Regions from separate parts of the Zea mays genome. Here region 2 is linked to region 1. Evidence: chromatin contacts called from public Hi-C data. All regions are on one chromosome and are shown on one strand. The core of a region is the stretch at or near the end of the contact, and the rest is flanking DNA. Distances in the headings are between cores, read along the strand shown.

Region 1 (2,981 bases), core at 306-2,805:
GCCTGATTAGTTAAGTATAGCATACAGCAAAGGAAGTTACATAGCGTGTGTACAACTTGAAACAATAGAACAACAGAAAATATGGCCTCATAGGATGCTTCAGTTGACTACAGTTGGCATGCAAAATGATTAAATGAGACATTAACTAACTACTGACTACAAAATAAGTATTCCTGTACTTTTTTAGAAATGCAGAAACATAAAGAAATTTCTTGACATCTTAACAAGCTAGTCAGTTACAGACTATACTCTTTCACAGGAACTCCTGAACTAAAAGTAATTCTGAAGTACTGGAATAATTACCACAGTGATCTTTGAAACCTTCAACTCCACTTTTTGCTTACCGCCTTGGCTGCTTGCAACAACTCCCTCAACTAGTACAGATGCTCCAGTAGTGACAGAGTCTATCTGACAGCCATCATTGAAAATAATGACAAATAAAATGTATTATAGCCTTATAAACTGCAACCAATGCAGTGTAAGAGAAGCTTGCAAAAGTATAAACTTGCAACCTTCACAAAATGGGCAAAACGTAATACCTGGTCATAGCCTTCTGTTTCAGGAGTCAACACACATTGCATATTGGACAAGCAAGAGCCATCATTGACCTAAAAGTTGAAGTTTTAGAATGCATTAGACTCTTAAAGAAAACAATATTAATAATAATGCCTGTTCCTCTGGATGGTAATCTATGCATGTGCAGAAGACAAGAGCTACTTGAGTCCATAAACATAAATTCCTTTGTGACGTGCATAAGCATTATGATTTGACTGGCTCCTTAGCCAGAGTGTTATGACATGTTAGCTAGGGTCTTGTTGTTCATTACTAGAGCAAAAGAGATACACTATCAGTTGAAACATGCAGCACTATATCACTCAGAATATTTAACCAAATATCAAGGCATTGTTAACATTGTGAAACGCTCATTGAGCATCCTATTCGATAGCATGATTCCTGGTACAAAAGCAAGGCACATAGATACATTCACTAGAGTCACCCAGCTAACCATATGCACCCATTTCAGCAAAAGTAAAATCTGCCAACGACGCGCATCACTGTAGCACCAAATTTCAATTGATCAAAACCATAGCAAAATGAAGTCGCAAGCGTCCACCTCGACGAAGGTGACGGTCCTCTGGGCGCGGCAGGTGCGCACCCACCCGCGCACGGCGAGCTCCTTGCCCACCCAGGCAGCGCCCTCGTCCTCCCCGCCCTTCACGTCCGCCACCCGCAGCCGCTTCCTGAACTCCCCCACGGCCTCGCCCGCCGTCCCTGTCGCCGCGTATGCGGGGGCGGGGGCCTGCGCCGCGGCGCAGAAGCGCTGCCGCCGCCCCGAGGCAGCGGAGAGAGGTGTCGTACGCGGGAGCGGGAACGAAATCGCGGCGAGCGGGGAGGCCTTTGGAACCTGGAGCCGGCGCGGGGCCAAACGGAGGAGCCGGGCGGCGGCGGCCGCCGACATCGGCAGCGAGGCGGTGGCAGGTGTGGTAGGCTCTTGGCGGGGCCTATCTGCTTCCCCCGCCTAGGAGCCGTCCGTTTATGATCGAGGGGCTAACGTGTCTCCTGTGCCTATTGACGTATTTCTAGTAACCCGTCTTTGTAGGTTACGTATTAACAGGTGCCACTTTTTTTATTTGCACGAATCCTTTTGTTTTGTTGAGTTATAAGTACAATATTATTTATTATTATCGTATTATCATCCCAGCATCACACGTTATCAGGCTGAAGTCAATCCAAATCACATGGGAATTGGGTGTTTGGTGTTTATCATCCATCCGAAAAGCATGCAAGAAGCCAATCAAGATCATCACATAACATCACATGTTTTTCGTCGTGACGTCTCACACTCCCACTAGTTGATTGAGGAAGAGACCTGCTCGCTTCTCCCTCTCCCCGAGTCGATCGGTCCAGTCCGAGGGAAGAAGGCAAGAAGCTCCCGGCGCGCGCGCGCAAGCGAGAGGAAATGGCGACCAGCAACGGCTCAGGGGTCGCGCAGGGGGAGGAGGGGAAGACGCCACCGCCTGCGGGGTCGATCGGCGGGTACGAGTCCCTGCACAGGCTCCTGGAGGCCAACCTTTCCCCCGATCTATTCCAGGTATTGCTCTCCCATCATTCCATCGATCGCTAGGCGGAGGCTCAGATTCGTGCCGCCGTGCCGTCGCCCGTGCCCGTTCCTTGCTTCTTGGATGGATGCCGTATCCAAATCCAGTCCAGAAGGCGTGCTTGGGCGAACTGACTGGATAACAAATTGCGACCGGGAAGAGTGGTCCAGCTGCCCCGGCAGTTGAACGGTGGAAGTTTGTGAACAGTTTTAGTTCTCTGAATTGGCCCAATTAACGATCAAGCGGTCAACTAGTCACTTTCTCTTCATATAGGTGGTTATTTTGCACCACTGAGCTTAGTAATCACGTGGACTATAAACGTGCTTATTGTAATAATATTCATACTGATGCCTGATGGTTGTGTACCTCTTCCAACAACAAAAAATCGATAGAATTTAGTACATGTCCTCTTTTGTTCCTAGACAGAGCCTCAGATGTAATGGTGTTTACTTAGCAATATCGGTGGAGCTGAAATTTACCTATGGCCTGATTTCAGAATCGTAAATACTGTACCCTGCTGTACTCAACTCTCGATCTGTTTCATTGGGTCGTAATCATATGGATATCTAGATGACATTTAGGTTCACTTTGTTGATACTGGCAACTTTTTCCTTTTGACAGGAAGCAAGTCGATTGCTGCTGGGACTGAATTGTGCACGACCTCTTGAGGCTATCTCACTGCCTGACGCCACAACCACTCTTGCGGAAACACACAGTTTTGATTTGCAGGTTAACTCATAATAAATTGCCATTTTTCATTACTGTGCTTGTCAAGTGATTTATGTGATTGCAGAGACGTAGCATGTTTTTTCTAGACATCAGCAGCTATCATACAGAAACTAATTATATTGGTTGATGGATTTAAATCTACTTGTGCTACAG
Region 2 (2,981 bases), core at 160-2,659, 190 kb before region 1:
ACTTTGACCTTTCCCACTGCAACCTTCTCCTTTGTCTCTGAAATGCCTTTCCTGAAAAGCAAACCAGTGGAGGCAGCAGCAGTGATGATACGCTCTTGCACTGTCTCATGCGGCGGACGTTGCTGCTGCTGCTGCTGCTGCCTAGCCTCTTGGAAGACAGCCCACCGACTCTTCACCACGGACCCAACCTTCCCAGCAACATCAACTATATTATCCCCGGCCGATTGGCCTGCCTGCTTCAGCTTGACACCTGCATTAAATTGGCGCAGTAAGGTTAAAACTCTAGGTGAAGCAGGCATAAAAAAGGTAATAGGATACAAGCAGCCTGCGCAGTCACACTCTCAGGACTATACTGGTAACTCGATAATAGCACCAAAGCACATGATAATTCTTATCTTTATCGGTGCCAAAAAGCTATGGAGTACTAATAAACCCCGACATCATCGTGACAAAGCAATTTGATGGAATGATTACACTTAAGTAGGAATATTCGTACAGAAAATGATTACCGAGTGATTTACAACAAACAACAGGATGTCACACTTACTGGACGTGGAGAAGAAATCTGTGGCCTTGCGGCGCCACGGGGGCGACTCAGCCAGCGGCATCACTGCCTGCAAACGATAAGAAACATCCATTGAGCCATGGAACAGCTGTAGTAGAACCTCGAAATGAACCTACACTCCGTAGCAGTAGAGCACAGTGGAAAATCAGAAGCAGAACGCCAGAACCACTCCCGTAACGCAGCTACCACTCAATTTGTGTGAATCATGGAGTAATAACTCCGTAAAACATCTAACATCAATTGACATCCTGAAGGAGTAAACAACAAATGAAAAGCTGAACCGCACGGTTATATTACTCCTAAGCCCAGACGAGCTCAAAACGAACCCGGCTCCTAATCACAAACCCAAACACGAGACAACTCCAAACCAAGCAAGCCTAGATAAACCAACCAGCCAAAGTAGATCAACAGCTCGAGCTAATGACGAATAAAAACCTTAATCGAGAAAAAAAAATCACACACTCGACGCTGACCAAAGTTCGAAAAGGCTAAGATCCAAACCAAACCAAAGCGACAGAGAGTGACGCGGGATCGGACGAACCACGGCCCGATCCGGCGAATCAGCGGGCGGAGCGGGAATGAACAGCGAGCTGGAGGCGACCGAAGAGGCAGGAAGCAGAGCACGCTCAAGGCGATTACCATACCTCTCCTCTCCTCTCTCTCCTCTAGCTCCCGAATCGAATCGGATGGAAGCGAGGCGAATCGCGGTGAGAAAGCGAGAGGACTGGGTCTCTGCAAGTTGCAACGAGGCCGCCCGTTCCGCGAGCTGGGAAAAAAAAATGAGTTGGGTTTTGTTTGGGGCGCTCTGCCGCTTGTTGGATTCTGCCATTCTGGTTGGCGTAGGCGAGCGAGACGCGGTAGGGATTTGGGAATCCCTTTCCCGGTCGTGACGTGCGCCGCGCTACGCCGCTCGGCCTCTCGCTCACTCACCTCCACGTGGGCCGGGATGAGAGGAAAATTTCTTTGCATTAAGATGCAAAGGATAGTTTTTACAGTGTCTTATAAATTTTGATCTGTTTTTTTAGTCCTCCAAGTGATGGATAGGAGGACTGTAAAAAAATATACGTTTTTTCCAGATGAAAGACGATGGTTGGCCTTGGTTGTTGTTTCTAGAAGCATTCGTGCGTGCGGGACTCGGGAGCCGGGATGGGATAGGTGCAAGCAATCACGGGTGGTGGGACTGCGATGGCAGGCGACCAGGCGTGCTTTCGCCCGCCTATAGGTGGTTGACTATTCTCACGGGTAATTTCGCGTCAGTGTAGTTTATTTTTTCTTTGGGAACATTTGACACCGTAAAACTCACTTATTTACACCGATTAATATTATATAAGTGGACTTTGTTTTATATTCTCTCACTCCGTTCCAAAAAAAATTTTAGCTCTATATCCAAATAAAAAATAATCTAGACGCATATATAAAACACATACATCAAATATAATATGAACTCATTGATTAAGTAAAACGAATTTTAATTTAGAACGGAGGTAGTATTATGTTTGAGCATATAGTATCAAACACAAAACTATGTAAAGAATGTGTATTATGTTACTTAGGGCCTGTTTGTTTACCTCCAGATTATATAATCTGGATTAAATAATCCTAAGAGGCAAACAAACAGTCTAGCTTATTTGTCCAGATTATATAATCTAACCCCTTGGATTATGATAATCCATAAGCAAGTGAGGAGGTGCTTATTTCAGATTATTTTTATCCCACTTCCCCACTTCCCTTTCAAGTTTCCTAGAAATTACCCATCATTGCCATTATAATCTACCGAATCGTTTTTGCGCCTATCGGATCAGAGAAGTCCGCCGCCCAACAGAAACACGCCAGATAATCTGGATAAACAAACAGGACTACTCAGATTATATAATCCAAATTATATAATCCAGATTATATAATTCTCCAAAAATAATCTAGATTATATAATCCATTGGGGTAAACAAACAGGCCCTTAGACGGCCTCCAACGGTCCCTCTCACTAGCTCTCCATGACAGATTAGCGTGTTTCGTGCTCTCCCAAACGTCCAATAACCCTTAGCCTCCCCGCATGCAAGGGGGACAACGAATTTCCCGTGCGGAAGGGAAACTACAATCTCAAACCCCCCCTAATCAGTCCATGTAACTATGAAATTAACTATTTTTAAGTTTAATTAGCTAATAATAATATGTATCATGGTACTACAAATATAGTAGTATTTTTAAAACTCCAAAAACTGATGTAAAAAGTCAAATAGCTAACTTAAAGAAAAAAATGGGGTTGAATAACGGGGAATGATTGGAGAGGAGACGAAATATAAGAAGAATAGTTGAGGTCCGGCTGGAAACGAGCCGAGTCGAGCCAGGCTCGGCTCGGCTCGGTGAGGCTCGGTGGAACAGCGAGCCGAGCCAGGCTCGGCTCGGTCACTTCGCGAGC

What was found. A called contact is a pair of places that touch in the nucleus more often than the background predicts.
Region 2: a Hi-C map of tassel shows a contact between it and region 1, with 1.8 times the contacts expected there. The contact joins the promoter of LOC100382038 here to the promoter of LOC103633183 in region 1. A contact is called at or near these places in 3 of 25 Hi-C or Micro-C datasets (ear, leaf and tassel).

Annotation. Positions count from the first base shown.
Region 1 is chr7:155,587,939-155,590,919 of Zm-B73-REFERENCE-NAM-5.0, reverse strand. It overlaps LOC103633183 (asparagine--tRNA ligase, chloroplastic/mitochondrial), which reads right to left and starts at 1,555. Exons shown (of 15, transcript XM_020540738.3): 1 at 1,115-1,555; 2 at 540-608; 3 at 304-408. The coding sequence starts at 1,459. LOC100283449 (beta alanine synthase 1) reads left to right here and starts at 1,811. Exons shown (of 6, transcript NM_001156350.2): 1 at 1,811-2,092; 2 at 2,721-2,828. The coding sequence starts at 1,961.
Region 2 is chr7:155,777,631-155,780,611 of Zm-B73-REFERENCE-NAM-5.0, reverse strand. It overlaps LOC100382038 (small G protein family protein / RhoGAP family protein), which reads right to left and starts at 1,409. Exons shown (of 10, transcript XM_008653421.3): 1 at 1,107-1,409; 2 at 548-614; 3 at 1-250. The coding sequence starts at 1,394.